2 separate regions of the Mus musculus genome follow, and region 2 is linked to region 1. The links are chromatin contacts, called in public promoter capture Hi-C maps. All regions are on one chromosome and are shown on one strand. The core of a region is the stretch at or near the end of the contact, and the rest is flanking DNA. Distances in the headings are between cores, read along the strand shown. Region 1 holds the start of 1700095B10Rik (RIKEN cDNA 1700095B10 gene). Region 2 holds the start of Crybb3 (crystallin, beta B3).

Evidence for each region. Promoter capture Hi-C pulls out the DNA fragments that hold promoters and counts their contacts.
Region 2: a contact with region 1 is called in a promoter capture Hi-C map of embryonic stem cells, with 2.1 times the contacts expected there. The contact joins the promoter of Crybb3 here to the promoter of 1700095B10Rik in region 1. A contact is called at or near these places in 11 of 39 promoter capture datasets (cranial neural crest, embryonic stem cells, frontonasal cranial neural crest and 6 more), 1 of 484 Hi-C or Micro-C datasets (embryonic stem cells) and 2 of 9 other capture datasets (embryonic stem cells and liver).

What each region holds. Positions count from the first base shown.
Region 1 is chr5:112,789,417-112,797,073 of GRCm38.p6, forward strand. It overlaps 1700095B10Rik (RIKEN cDNA 1700095B10 gene), which reads left to right and starts at 3,876. Exons shown (of 4, transcript NR_040676.1): 1 at 3,876-4,195; 2 at 5,999-6,085. It overlaps Myo18b (myosin XVIIIb), which reads right to left. Exons shown (of 44, transcript NM_028901.2): 29 at 5,979-6,133; 30 at 1,661-1,784; 31 at 574-774.
Region 2 is chr5:113,078,006-113,085,662 of GRCm38.p6, forward strand. Crybb3 (crystallin, beta B3) reads right to left here and starts at 3,579. Exons shown (of 6, transcript NM_021352.3): 1 at 3,551-3,579; 2 at 2,475-2,645; 3 at 1,755-1,873; 4 at 378-510. The coding sequence starts at 2,549.

The DNA.
Region 1 (7,657 bases), core at 2,626-5,125:
ATCTATCTATCTATCTATCTATCTATCTATCTACCTATCTACCTATCTATCTATAGGTCATCATCAATATCTGTGGAGGGAACGATCCTCCCCTTGTCCTTTATGAGGTTCCACAAGAAGTGGTCAGGAAGTGAAAGGACAGAGTCTCATGCACAGACAGTGATCAATAGCATTAGACACCCAGTCAGCGGTTATGTGTTGAACACCAACAGTGCACTTGGTGTTTTCCTTGGCTACAGGAGGTACTGAGAAGGAAGAGTGATCAAACAGCCATTCAACAAACAACACCTGCCTGCCATCACAGAACTCATGTCTCAGTAAGAAAGGGGCACTGGAAAGCATGCCACTGAGCCTGGTGTGGCCAGTATGGGCAACAGCAAAGGGATAGCTGTGGGGTGGGACTCCTGCAAGCACCTGGCTTCCCCCCTGGATCTCTAGGGAGCCACAAACTGCTGAGGAGCAGCAGGAAGGCAGCCCTGTGTATCTTCATGCCACCCGCCCCGTGTGAGAAGCCCATCCAGGGCAGCACATTCCTGGGGCAGAGCATCCCCTGAACAGGGAGGGTCTCCTCACCTGCTCCAGCTGCTTGATGGTATTTTCCTGCTGGCTGTGGATCTTCTGTTGCTCAAGGGCATTGGTCTCCAGTTCCCAGACCCTCTCTTTCAGGCTGGCCACACCTTGATCCCCCACAGAGGCACAGCTCAGCAGCTCCCTTTTCTGGCCCTGTAGCCTTTCCACCTCTTGCTTCAGCTTTGAGGCTTCCTGCTCCTTTTGCTACAATGAGAGGGGGCACGGGGATGGAGTCACGTGACCACGATCCTCTCCCAAAAGGGCTCCAATTTCTGCATACAGGCCTACTTGTCTCCCAGGCTCAGCACCATTACACAGGGTCTCCCCATGCAGTGCAGGCCGACTTCAACCTCAGGATCTCCCTGCCTCAGTTTCCCCAGTGCTGAAAGGACAAACTATGTTACCACCTGGATCCCCACATTGCCCTCCTCCACTCTTGTCCCACGCCCAGTTTCCCCAGCATGGCTGTGCTTTGAGAAGACTCAGAGGGATCCTGGCAGATGGAGGTAGGGAAAGGGATTTTCCTGGAGTTGTATCTCAGTGCATGTAAGGGAACTGCTTGTCCGGTTGGAAGAAGAAACCAGGCATCGTGCCAACCCTCAGGCTGAGGGATCAGGGAGGCAGAGAGGACAGAAGTGACCCTTCCAATAAGGAAGATGGATCCAGGGCCAAGTCTGCATGCTCTCTCATAAAGAGAGGGGAAGAGGATCAATGGCTAGATCAAGAGAGCACAGGTTGCCCTGAGGGCTCATAAGGAGCCACCAAGGATAAGGGGCAGCTGATGTCACAAATGCCCTCTATAGCAGAGACTGCTTTGGGCAGGCTGTGGCTCCTGACAAGGTCATGACCAGCTCTGTTTTATTTTCTGCTGAGCCTCAGAACCTCCCACCTGGGACCCTGAGCCTATGGCCAGAGCACACACTATAGAGGATTATCTGTCATCATCCTCCATGGGTGTCATGAGGACATGCTGGGAACAGTGTTGGCAGCTGCCTGGAGCACAGCCAGGGCTCTGTTCCTCTGTCCACTGCTGCAGGTGTATGCTGGAATTTCTAGAGTATCCAGACAGCCGAGAGTCCCCATTTCTCACCTCTAGCTGCTGCTGGAGCTGACCCAGCTCCCAGCGGACTCCATTGTTCTCCTGACTCACTTTCTCCCTGAGGCTCTTCTCAAACATTGACTCCCCCAGTGCCTGGGCCAGCTGCAAGTCAAACCTGCGCAAAACAGAGTGGACACATCAGGGAACCAATGGTAGGGGAAACTGAGGCAGGGCCAGCTGTGGGTAGAGTTGGGAAGAATGCATAGGCTTTTCTTGTTGAGGTTGTTGGGGTTGGGGGGATACCAGGAACAACATGGAGGGAGTTTCGGGTTTCTAAAGGATTTCCATCCGAATATTAGAAACCTGGTAAGACATTAAACAAAATTTAAAAGTGTATCTAAATATAGAGTAAATTAAATAAAGCATGTTTATAATAAAGAACACAAGTGTTAGAGGAAGGAGAAATGGGAAAGAAACAGGGGAGAGGAGAGAGAGGAAGAGACAGAAGAGAGGGAGAGGAGAGAGATACGAGAAGAGAGAGGAGAAAGAAGAGGAGAGAGGGAAGACAGAGAAGAGAGAGAAGAAAGAAGAGAGAGAAAGGGGGACATAGGGGAAAGAAAGGCAGGAGAGAAAGAGAGAAGAGGGATTGAGGAGAGAGAAAGGAGAGGGGAGAGAAAGAGTGAGATGAGCAGAGAGAAGAGGGGGAGAGAGAGGAGATAGGACACAGGGGAGAGAGGAGAGAGAGAGCGCCCGCGCACTAATTCTTCTTGTTGGAGACTCCTTCTCTCTCCAGGCCAGGGTTTTGAATCTAAGTGTCCCTGACCCGTGCAGGTGCCCATGGCTCTATTCCCATGTCCTGCCATGAGGGCAGACACAAGCTGAGGGTGGCAGTCTGCCGGCTCCTCAGGTGACCCTGTAGCATTAGCAAATAGGAAGCAGCCAACAGGTCACCAGAGGCAGAGGAAGGAGCTCCTGCCCCCTCCACAAAGCTGACCACCAGGGGCCGCCATTCCCTCTCTGCTCATCTGTCTCAGATCTGCACCTCATCAGGGTGAGTGTCCTTCCAGAGAACTTGGCCAGGCTGCAGTGAGGGGTGACTGAGACACACACAGGAAGCCCTGCAGTTCCAGCAATCCTGGTGTGGCACCTGGCACGTGGACATTATTGACAAGGACTCCCTGTATAAAACCATCATCACAGCTGCTGTCTTCCATAGCCCCAGGCTCCCAAGGAAGCCAATCATAGCTCTCCTTAGAAGGCCCTGGAACATCCCTGAAGCATTCTGATTGGCTGTTGGTGACATCATTTCAGAGGTTTTTGTCTGCTGCCCCTGAATCTTGAGAATTGTGATAAGCAGGCAGTTCCAAAATTCTGGGCCTTGGGCTGGGGTCTCTGCAAGGACCCCACAGAAGGAGAAGGGGCAGCTAAGTGGGATGCATGGATGAAACGGAAGTTCATAACTCACGTGTCCAAACACGCCTATGGGGGCCAGGGAGTGGAATGTGGTGTTTGAGTATTTTTGGCCCATGGGAAATGGCACTACTTGGAGGTGTGGCCTTGTTGGAGGAAGTGCATCACTGTGGGGGCGGGCTTTGAAGCTCCGCCCAGTGCGGAGGAGTCAGTTTCTTCCCGCTGTGGTCAGATCAAGATGTAGAACTCTCAACTCCTCTAGCACCATGCCTGCCTGGACGCGGCCATGCTCCCGTCTTGATGATAATGGGACTCTAATCTCCGTCTTGATGATAATGGGACTCTAATCTAAACCTCTGAACCTGTAAGCTAAGCCCAAGTAAATGCCACGTCCTTTTTTAAGAGTTGCCTTGATCATGGTGCCTCTTGACAGTAATGAAGCCCTAAGACAGAAGAATTGGTTGAGCCCCAGATTCCACAGTGGCAGAAGTAACCTTGAACCCAGCTTCCCTAGCCTTGCAGCCAATCTACCTGTCCATGCCCTGGGTCAGGTGAGGTACGACAACCACACTGGGAAATGACAAACGTCCTGGAAGAGTTCTCGTCTTAACACAACACCCGACGCCAAAGAAAGGCTTTTACAGACCCCGCCCCCAACTTCTGGAACACAAGTTTGCGCACACACCCTTCACTCCACCTGGCCAGGCCTTCCTAGGGCACAATCTCAGGAGGTGCAGGGTCAGTGGGGGTGGGGGTAATACAGGGTTCTCCCCAAGAACTCTGACAGCTCTTGGAATGAAGCTTTGTGACCCATGCATAGAGTATCTATGGCAACGAGACTCCCACAGCAGATGGAAGCATTCTGGACCTTTTGACGGAAAAGCCAGGATGGGGATGGTGAATTCTCATAGCATGGAGTAGTGGACAGTGGGGGTAGCGGTGTCTGGGGTTGAGAAGACCGTGGAGAGATACACAGAAGTGTCTCCAGCTTCCAGAACATTCTATATCACTAGAGGTGCTCAGGCAATGTGTCCATCGAATCTGGACTTCAGCCACCCTATGGTACCCTTTACACCATTCATCTACCTAAAAGATCTGTGTGTGTTCTTGGGAATTTGACATCAAAAACCACTTCTAATCCAGAGTTTATGGTGGAGAGAGGGACCCTACAGGCAGGTGAGTTTGGGGAAACAAAAGCAAAAGAGAAGACTTGCACACCATGCAAGTCCCTGGAGGTGAGGGAATCTATAAGCCAAAAGAGCCACAGGCCAGTGCCTCACTTTTCAGAGAGCAGACACACCTTCACAAGGAGCAGAATTCCCAGGCGAGGCCTGAGGAGCTGGCGAGTAGGAGAAACCTGGGAGGTGTCAGTGTGTTTGTCAGGCCTAGCTTATGGGTGTGGTCTGTCATGGGCACTCTCTAGAGACTGGTGAAAGTCTAGGATGTGGCTAAGATGCCAGTCATCCTGAGCTCAGAGAGACGCTGTCACTGAACAAGATCACACAGCAAGTGACTGGCATGAAGCCAGGTCATTGTTCCTGCGAAAGATTGAGGGCTTGCCCATGTGCCCAAGTGGGAGTGGAAGTCAACGAGAATGAAAGACCAGTGAGAAGAGGCTGACCTTCGTTTGGGGGCGAGTGTGTTATTGATGCACAGAGGTCATTTTTGGATGAAGATGCCACTTCAGGATAGCTCCTGATAGATGAAAGCAAGAAACAGTGTAGAGCCTGACGGATGGTGGTGGTGCTCACCTTTAATCCCAGTGCTCAGGAAGCAGAGGCAGGGGGAATCTCTGAGTTTGAGGCCAGCCTGGTCTACAGAACGATTTCTAGGACAGCCAGGGCTACACAGAGAAACCCTGTCTGGAAGGGGGTGGGGGAGGAGGTGAGGAAAGGGAGGAAAGGGAGGAAAGGGAACAGGGAGCAACCAGAGTTCAGGATCCATCCTACCACCTACAGAGTGTGATCCTGTCCCCAGTCTCTTGGAAATGAGGCCACCCACCAAGCCATGCCAAAGCTGGGTCACCTGGGACACTTGGGGACAGTTCATCATGAGTATTCTACCAGAGGCAGCATTCTGCCCCACTTGCAGCTTAGAAACCTGCTACTGTGGCTGCAGGCCCTCCTGAACCCCTTTATCCACCCCCATCCAGTCTGGGACTGGACACATGAAGCTCAGGGATGCAGAGCCACAGCCTGCTGGAGGGTACAGATCTTGGTACCAGTCCTGGCTGGCTCCTCTATTGCCTAGTCATGCCAGCGTCCCCACAGAAAAGCAAGCACGGTGCCCAGGGGCCACCATCAAAGCTGTCTAGATCCTGCCAGACCTGCCCCACAGATCAGAGCCCATGCCCTTGATATGAAGGGTGAGGACTCCTATTTGGGGATGAGTTCTTTTTAATGTTCTTGTCCCCCTTTTCACCACTGGGGATGGGCAGCTAAATCCAGTTCATTCAGATGCACACATCATAGAGTTCTCAACACAAGACCTCACCCCTATTTACAGAGGGGCATCTGTGACCCAGAGGGATCAAGTGCCCGGCTCAATCTCACACAGCTAGAGAGCAGAGTAGACATGAACTGGAATGAACTGGTATAGTCTCCTAAGAGGCACAGACTCCCACATATCACAACAGCTTACCCTCACTCTTCTCAACAAACCCCTTGGGGAAAAGAGATGGTGGAGCCCAGAGAGGGCAGGTAACTTCTCTAAGATCACAAAGTAACAGGGAACAAGGCAGGGCTGAGAGTTAACAGCAAAGAACCATTCGCGTGGTTGGAGTCTTGAGAACCTGACAGGAATCCCTTCCACATGGGGTTGTGAATGAAGGGGCTGCACTCTGTGCTCAAGAACGCTGACGGAAGTTGGAGGGCTTTGGAAGAGAACCCGGAGGCCTCCGTGTATCCTGACACTGCGCAGCCTGCCCCAGCGACCCAGTTCACCGTGGGATGGGACTCACTTCTTCTGTCTCTTCTCCAGCTCATGGTTCCTACTCTGCTGGTTCTCTAGCAGCACCCGCGTGTCCTCCAGGTCCCAAGTGAGGTGGTGACACTTCCTCTTCAGCTGGTGAGCCATCTTCTTGGCCTCTTCATACGCACTCTGCAGCTCCCCAAGCTATGGAGAGAAGAGAGTGAGAGGTTCGCTGGTGCCCCCTGTTTCCAAGGTCAGCAGCCATGGATGCTGGGAGAGAGAGGACCTCAGAGGAGTTCCTGTCAGTGTCAGGAAGCCGCTTCCCCAAGCCCCTCTTTGTTGGGAGGTAATTCCCAGCTCACTTTGTGGTCAGTCCATCAGCCTCGCCTCTGCCAACCTCCTGCCCCACACTCTTAATTCATTTTTCCTTGCCCTGCTTCGACTTGACACTTGGACTGGCAGTTGACAGATGGCTCTATCATCTGGGGAGACTTGTGAAGATTAGCTTCAGAGTCACAAAGAGGGAACTCCCGGCCACTAGGGGTGGCCCCACAAGAGCAAGTGCTGTGTGGCTCTATAATGTGAGCTGAAACCCACAACTTATCAGGGCCATGTACAAACAGGAACAAAGCTGTCTGCATCTTCCCCAGACCCTCCCCAATACCACACACACACACACACACACACACACACACACACACACACACCCTAGTTTAGAAGATTGGGACTCAGGATGCATGCTTTGAAGAAGTAGCCTCATTAAAGGGCTGCTTTAAATAAGCAAAACTCTGAGTTAATGAGGCCTGTAATTCTAAATTCAGTATTTGAAGGCAAATGGGATGTTTTCTTATGTTCCGCCTCTCAGAAAGGGTTGCGGGCTTATGACTTTTTAATGTAGTGTGAATATCCCCCTTCCTCAGGGAGAGAGGCATGACTTTGTAATCCGTCATTACAGACCAAGGCCGCCGCTCCCTTTGTCTGTCTCTGTGTGTCCATCTGGGAAGTGACTGTTAAAAGCTCCACCAGCATCACCCTTGGGGTGGGGACGGGTTTACCACACCTGTCTTACACTATTTATAGGGTCCCCTCTGTGATCATCACTTGGCCCTTTCCGTAAGATATCATAGTTTATTTTTCTCCCATGTTGAGAGCATAGTAGAAGAATAGAAACCCCCACCCTGCGGCTCCTCCAGTGAATGGGAGAGACCAAGGAATAAAGAGATGCATGGTGTGTGCCAGACTGGAAGCGAATGGCCGAGGGATCCCCACCTCAGTCTCTGTTAGCCAGGGCTTTCTAGAGCGTGGTGTTTGAGGTCTGAAGCTGGGGTGAGAATATCAAGACAGAAGAGGAGGAAACCCCCTCTGAGCTGCAGCTGCAGCAGAATAGGCAAAGGTGCAGTGCTGAGAAAGTGCTGAACATTTGGGGACAACATCAGTTGATACTGGGATGGACCCTTGAGGCTAAGCTCTTCTGAATTCATCCTCCCAACAACTTGAACGCGATTATTATTTTACTATTTGAGGCAGAGGCAGTCTCATGGGACTCAGTTTTGTCTTAAACTTGCTAAGCAGTGGACGACAACCTCAAATCCTTGATCCTCTTGTTTCTACCTCCCAGGTCTGAGGAGCAGGCATGAGCTCCTACCCCTGGCTCGGCAAAGTAATTTGAAACTGACTGTGGGAGAGCTAAGGAGTACCCTGGGAATCTTTGACATTTGCCTTGAATGT
Region 2 (7,657 bases), core at 2,329-4,828, 290 kb after region 1:
GATGAAGCATGGATCAGGTCCCCTTCGGGACGTGCCAGGGAAGGGTGGGGACTGTCGTGACGTGATTTTCTGTGTTTCTTTGAATAGTGTTGACCTGAGCCAGAACTATGAGGCTTCTCTGGTTAACCGGGTTACTACAAGGGGGTCAAGGGTCATGTCCACTAGTTCAGGGCAAGGACTCTGGTGTCTTTCCCTGGTTCCCACTCAAAAGGCAGATTCTTCTTGCCCCACACCATTGTTGAGGTCAGAATCTGAGGCCCAATTCAAGCGGAATCACAGTGGCAAAACTGACCCATGTGTGTGCACACGCACGCGCGCGCGCGCGCACACACACACACACACACACACACACTTGGATAGCAATAGCCCTGACTTACAATGTGCAAAGGACGGAGGGACAGGAGAATGTCACTACGTCGGCTGCTGGACCAGGCATCCCAGCGAGGGTAGTCCCCCTTCTCCAGAACAAACTGCTCCCCACGAAAGGCCCTGCGCTCGAACGCCAGCCACCTGAGGGGGCAGGGAACGGGGTCACCCCTGGTGTGGCTGAGCAGGGACCCCCATGCAAGAGAAAGAACAGGAACCTCACATCTTCCCTACCCCTACCCATAACCCAGTACAGACCCCTGTGCCTGCTGTTAGGGAGGCTCTGGGGACTCATTGGTACTAGTGTCCTGCGCCAGGAGCCCATCAAGGACATGCTGAGAATCCACGTGCACCACGTTTGGGAGGAGGTTTGGTAAAATTCCCCCATGAAAGATCGATGGGTAAGGGGCTAGAGTGCTAGCTCAGTGGTTAAGAGCATTGGCTGTTGTTACAAAGGACCAGGGTTCAAGTCTCAGCACACACAGAGTGGCAGCTCATGAACATCTCAACTCCAGTTCTAGGGGATCTAGCGCCCTCTTCTGGCCACTACGGGTAGTGCATGCACTTAGTGCAGAGGCATACATGCAAACAAAACACTCACATACATAAAATAAAAATGAATAAAACTTAAAAAAAAAAAAAAACTTCTCTTTTCCCCTCTAGGCACAGCACTGTTTGTCCTCAGATGAGGAGATACAGCTGGCAGACATGCCCGAGAACGCAAAGTCCTAGAGCATAGACTCAGTCTGAGGGTCAGAGCTCAGTGCACAGCGCAGAGCCTGCTGCTCGAGGGGAGGGCAGGTTCCAGACACCTAGGTTTTCTTGCCTCAGTTCCCTCCACTATGCCAGCGACAGAAAGGGGCGTGGCTCTTGCAGGACAAGGATTCATGATATAATTCAAGTGAAGCTTTGCAGGGTCATAATTCCTACGGTTATTTAACAGTAAGTCCTGTTTCTGTTAATAATGATAATTAAAAGAAACCCTTTTAACCATATGGTGTTTTGTTTGCATGTATGCCTGTGCACTTTATGTGTGCATGGTGCCTGCAGAGATCAAAAGAGGGTGTGGGATCCTCTGAAACTGGAGATACAGACAGTTGTGAGTGCCACGTGGGTGCTGAGAATCGAACCCAGGTCCTCTACAAGAGCAGGAAGTGCTCTCAACTGCTGAACCATCTCTTCAGGCCTTATTTACATAACTGTGCACAGCTGGTGCTAACTCTGAGCTGGACACCAGCTGGCCTCCTTCCTGTTCCTGTCATACGCCACAGGAACTTATGGATGGAGAAACTGAGGCAAAGAAAGGCAAGGGCCTGGGGCAAATCTGGGGCTGGATTGGGCCTCACAATGCAGGAAGCCGGGGCAGTGGGTGCTGCCCAGGTACTCACGGTCCAGACTCCACTTGGATGGAGCCCACCTTCTCCAACAGGCTGTCGGTGAGGTTGGGACACTCCGCCGAGAGCTCGCATCGCTTGCCCTGGAAGTTCTCTAACTCGTACACCGTCACCTGGATGGACAGAGGTGAGAACCTCAGCCTCTGCAGGGCTCCAAAGTCCACGTCCTTCCACGGAACAGCAGGAAGCCCCTCCACCACCCCCGACCTGCTTCCCGCCCCCATCCCCCCTCGCCGAGGTGAACCACGCAGTCTGCACCGCCCCCTGGTGACCTCAGTGAGCAACTGCAATAATGCCCCGGGTTCCTACTGAAAATCAGCAGGGCAGCCTCAGAAAATTTCCTCAGACTCTATTCCTTCACGCCATCCACGTCGAAGCCTCAGCATGGCTTGGGATGGACAGAGCGAGCGATGTCACACTCCCCCCATCCACCAACCATGCTCAGGCCACCCGCTTTATCACGTGACAATTCTGGGACCGGGGACAACAGGCATCGCTTCCGGTTTTTTTGTTTTTGTTTTTGTTTTTTTGTTTTTTTGTTTTTAAAGATGAAGCTGTCAGCACCCAGAAACACCAAGCAACTCAAGCGAGGTCACACAGGAAAGGCGGAGCTTGAAGCCCACATCCCCCGAAGCCTGGTGCCCGGGAACTCCACTGGGTCAGTTGTAGCCCTCAGCCCTGGGCTCTAGGTCCCATCAAGATCCAGCCAGGTACCTTGTAGCTGCCCCCAAGGCCTCCATGGCTCTTGCCAGCTGCAGCCTGCTCAGGTGCTCCGTGCTGCTCCGCCATCTCTCTGGGGATACTTCTGCCTCAAACTGGAGGAGAACCAGGTCACCAGCTGCGGCCAGCAGGATCAGGGACTGGTGGGTTCCCACCCAAACAGCACTGAGGGCCAAGATCTATAATCAGTCAACAAACACCTCCTGGACACCTGCTTTGGGCCACGCATCTGGGCCAGTCAGTGGGACTGGGGAATCCCAGAGGCCCAGTAATGAAAGACCAGTTTACTGAGAACACAGGGAAGAAAGGACTTAAACTGGATGGCACTCTCCCCCCACCCCACACACACAACCAAATGCTCCCTGTAAAGGGCTGGGTATCTCTATGGGCTCTCTGCAGCCTCAGTGCCCAGGACTGGACCTCAGGACAGCCAGGGTGGACAGCAGACCACAGCAGGCAGGAAAAACAGACGGACTGAGCAGCCATTAAATGGGCCAGGTCTTTGGAAACCATCCCTGACCGTGAAGCTGACTATTGAGTGCTTACCGTGTTCTAGGCTCTCGCATAGTGGACCCTGGAAGTCTCTCTTAGCCTCAGGAGGCAGAGACCTAGGACACAGGTCTGCAGACATTTGCTCGCCAGCAAGGGTGTATGGGCGTGCACACACATGCACTGTCCTGCACAACACCTGTCCCCGACTGACCCGCTCCTCCCTCATGACACACTTGTGTGAGGTCCAGCAGCTTCTGCTCTGTATCTAACCTGCATCATTAGGACATGGGCCTTGGCCCACTTCATGGGGATGACCGGGTATTCCCTTTCTCAGAGCTGCCCACTCCTTGGTCCTCAGCCCACACAAACAATTGGGACCCAGCCTCGTGCTCAGACCCGCAGACAATACAGTTCACCAGCTCTGTCTGTGGCTGGGCCTAGTTGGCAGGCTTGGTTCCTGGAGGTCACCCTCCCTACCCTCGAGTGAGCCAGACAAGGGCCATGCACACCAGAGAGACCCGAGGTTGCACCTTCCTCAACAGTACACTCCCCCCTGCCTCACCCAGTCCAGTACAAACCTGCTTCCAGGACCAGTTGTCTCCAGACTGGCGTGCCTCCAAGGCTGGCCTATTTATGGGCATGTTCTGTTGGCCCAGCACATTACGGGATGCTGAGATAGCATCCTGTCCACCCGATCCTGTCCGGGCCATTTCATCCTAATGGTGTGTCCGGGAAGGCCCCCTAAGGCCAGTCACCTCTTGCACAAGTCTGATGACTTCCTGGGAACCGATGGCCTTTGCTGGCTTTGTGGGATGCTGGCCAGACTACACATGTCAATGATGAGACTGTGTTTGAAAGAGGCCACATCAGTTACTTGGGGGTCATAAAGCTGTTTGCTGTAGGCTCAAATCCTCAAGTCAGCCTACATCCCAATTTCGGATCCTTGGGGTGCCATTTTACAGATTCCACGACTGAGGCAAATCACTGAGTTCTTACGGTCAGAGCTACAAACTGAATTGAGTTTCAGTGTGTGAGTATGCATCGTGTATGTGGCTGAGTGAGCCTGGGTGCACACAGATGCCAGAAGAAGAGGCTGGTGCCCCCGCTTTACCCTGCTTTGCTGTATTCCCTTGAGACAGGGTCCCTCACTGAAAACGGAGCTAGATCCACAGCCAGCCCCAGCAATCTTCCTGTCTCCATCCCCAACCACTGACACAAAGTTTCTCTGTATAGCCCTGGCTGTCCTGGAACGCACTCTATAGACCAGGCTGACCTTGAACTCAGAAATCCACCTGCCTCTGCCTCCCAAGTGCTGGGATTAAAAGCGTGTGTCGTCACTGCCCAGTTCACCACTGGCTTTTCGTGGGGTGCTGGAGATTTGAACTCTGCTCCTTGTGCTTGCACGACCACTTAGCCATCGTCCCAGGCCCATAAACAAATGTACTGGTTAGCACTAAGTCACTGTGGCTAAAATGTCTGACAGAAACAAGGGTGGACAGTTTATTTTGGCTGGCAGTTTTAGACGACTGAAGCCAAGGTTGCTGGTTGCCACATATTTGTAGAGAGTGTCATGACATGGGGCGTGTAGTAGACAAAGTTCTTTGTTTTGAGGCAAGATACCGAAGCAAGGAGACGGACATGGGAAGGGGGCAGGGACAGGACGCTCTGGAGGACCAGACCCCAGCTGCTTCTTCCAGTCAGACCAGCTCCTAAAAGCTCCAGTTTCCAAAAATGGCACTTGCACTTCTGTCTGTCTGGAAGCCAGATGCTCTACGCATGAGATTGTGGGGGACATTCCGTGACAGTACAGGGTTTCTTCTTCCTGTAGCTCAGAGGCTGTATGCTGGCTTAGCACGAGGGAGGCCTGTGTTCCTCCACACAAATCAACCAGCCGCAGATCATCACTGACGGGGGCCAGAGGCAGGAGGATCAGGAATTCAAGAGTAGCCTCCATTGCAGGGTTGACGACAGCCTGAGCTGTCGCGATGAGAGGTCACGTGAGCACAGCACACATCACATGGCTGTCACTTGATTCCATTCCCCCAGGACCTCACCTACCACTGATCACATTAATGGCCACTTCCTGCCACGGGTGATGGAGCCAGTTGTCACTGGCTGGGTGGTGCTGCAGACAGCGTGGCACCCTCTCCACACTGAATCGTCCTGAGCACTGTGACATCTGAGGTTTTCTGTCTGCCATTCCCTAACCCACAGTTCCGAACATCAGCACCACTGCTGTTCAGAGCCACGTGCTCTTAGCAAGGGTAGAATGGGATTTGGAGCGGGGAATCAGGGGCTGTCCTGTGAGGGGCGGGGGTGGGGCTGCTTCTCAACATCTCCACCAAGGCTGTTTACCACAGTGCTGGATAATTAGTTAAGTCATCAGAGAGGAGGAAGTCACAATTAAGAAAATGGCTCCATAAGATTGAGCTGTAGGAAACCTTGTAGGACATTTTCTCAATTAGTAATTGATAGGGGGAGGACCCCACCCATTGTGGGTGAAGCCATCCCTGGACTGGTGGTCCTGGGTTCTATAAGAAAGCAGGCTGAGGGGCTGGAGAGATGGCTCAGTGGTTAAGAGCCCTGACTGCTCTTCTGAAGGTCCTGAGTTCAAATCCCAGCAACCACATGGTGGCTCACAACCATCCATAATGAGATCTGATGCCCTCTTCTGGGGTGTCTGAAGACAGCTACAGTGTACTTACATATAATAATAAATAAATCTTTGGGCAGGAGCGAGCGGGGCTGGAGCGAACAGAGGTCCTGAGTTCAATTCCCAGCAACCACGTGATGGTTCACAACCATCTGTACAACTACAGTGTACTCATATACATAAAATAAATAAATAAATCTTGAAGGAAGGCAGGGAGGGAGGGAGGGAGGGAGGAAGGAAGGAAGGAAGGAAGGAAGGAAGGAAGGAAAGCAGACTAAGCAAGCCATGGAGAGCAAGCCAGTAAGCAATATCCTTCCATGGCCTCTGCATCAGCTCCTGCCTCCAGGTTCCTGCCCTGTGTGAGTTCCTGCCCTCACTGCTTTTGATGATGAACTGTTATATGGAACTGTGAGTGACCAACTTTCCACCCCAATTTTATTTTGATCATGGTGTTTTATCATAGCAATAGTAACCCTAAGATAACCACAATGAGTAGGCTACTGATTAGCTTCTATGGGGGTTAAAATTGATTGTCAACTTGACAGAATCTAGAATCACCCACAGGAGTCGCCTCTGGACACACCTGTGAGGGATTTCCCAGAAAAAGTTAACTGAAGTAAGGAAATCTATTATAATGGTTAGCTTTAAATTTAAGCATGGCAAAACCTAGGCTCTCAATTGAGGGATCATATACTGAGTTGCCCACAGGTACATCTGTAGGAACTGTCTTAATTAAATTAATTGATGTGATGTGGTTTGGATATGTTTGCCCTAAGGAGTGGCACTATTGGGAAACGTAGCAATGTTGGAGTAGGTGTGGCCTTGTTGGAGTGGGTGTGCCAATGTTAGAGTAGGTGTGGCCTTGTTAGAGTGGGTGTGGCAATGTTAGAGTAGGTGTGGCCTTATTGGAGTAGGTGTGGTCTTGTTGGTGAAAGTTTGTTGCTGTGTGAGGTCCTGTGCTCAATCTATGTCCAGTGTGGAAGAGAGCCTCCCCATGGCTGCCTGCAAATCAAGATGTAGAACTCGCAGCTCCTTCAGCACCATGTCTGCCTGCACACTGCCCTGTAATTCCTGCCATGATGGTAATGGACTGAACCTCTGTAACTGTAACCCAGCCCTAGTTAAATGTTTTCCTTTATAAGAGTTGCTTTGGTCATGGTGTCTCTCCAAAGCAATACAACCGGTTCTAAGACCTGTACTAAATGTGGGTGGTACCATTCCCTAGGCAGAGTTTCTTAAGCTGCTGAGGGTTGAAAGACTGAACTGAGCAGGAACAAGCAAAGCTGTCTCCATCTCTCTCTGCTCTAGACCCTGGCTGTGGGCAGCTGAAGTTCCGACGTCCCCGCTGATGGACTGACCCTGGGATTATAAGTCAAATAAATCCTTTCTCTCCAAACTGTTCAATGTCAGTGTTTTATCACAGCAACAGAAATGAAACTAGGACTCCCACCCTTAAAATGGGCTGCCCGGACAGAACGGCATCTAAGGAACAAGTGGTTGCATTTGCCTGACTGCTGCTCTCGGCCATGACGGCCACCGTTCCTCGCTGGAATCAGAACCCAACTTCTTCGGCCTTCTAACACAGACTGCAGACCAGTGGCTTTCCAGTGATCCCCCAGGCCTTCGGCTCCAGACAAGGACCACTGAGGAGGCCAGCGTCACGGCTGAGGAATACCCATCCTCAACTTCTCTGGTGTGAAGACTCCTAATTGTCAGGTTTCCCGGGCCACGTTGTGAAAGCCAACCTAATAAATGACCTTTGAATATACATCCATTTCGCCATTCTTGTCCTCTAGAAAACCCTGAGCATTCCTGAGCAGACTGTTGACCAGCCTCACCAGACATGTTGCCTACTAACATCCCTGGATAGGTTGTTGATTAACATGCCTGGATAGGCTATTGATTAACACGCCTGGATAGGCTGTTGATTAGCATTGTGCTCTAATTAGCCTTAACTGTCAGCCTGAGACAACAGACTCCCATCTGAGAACCAGTTTCTTTTGAGGGGTTGTCCAGCCAGGATGGGCATCTC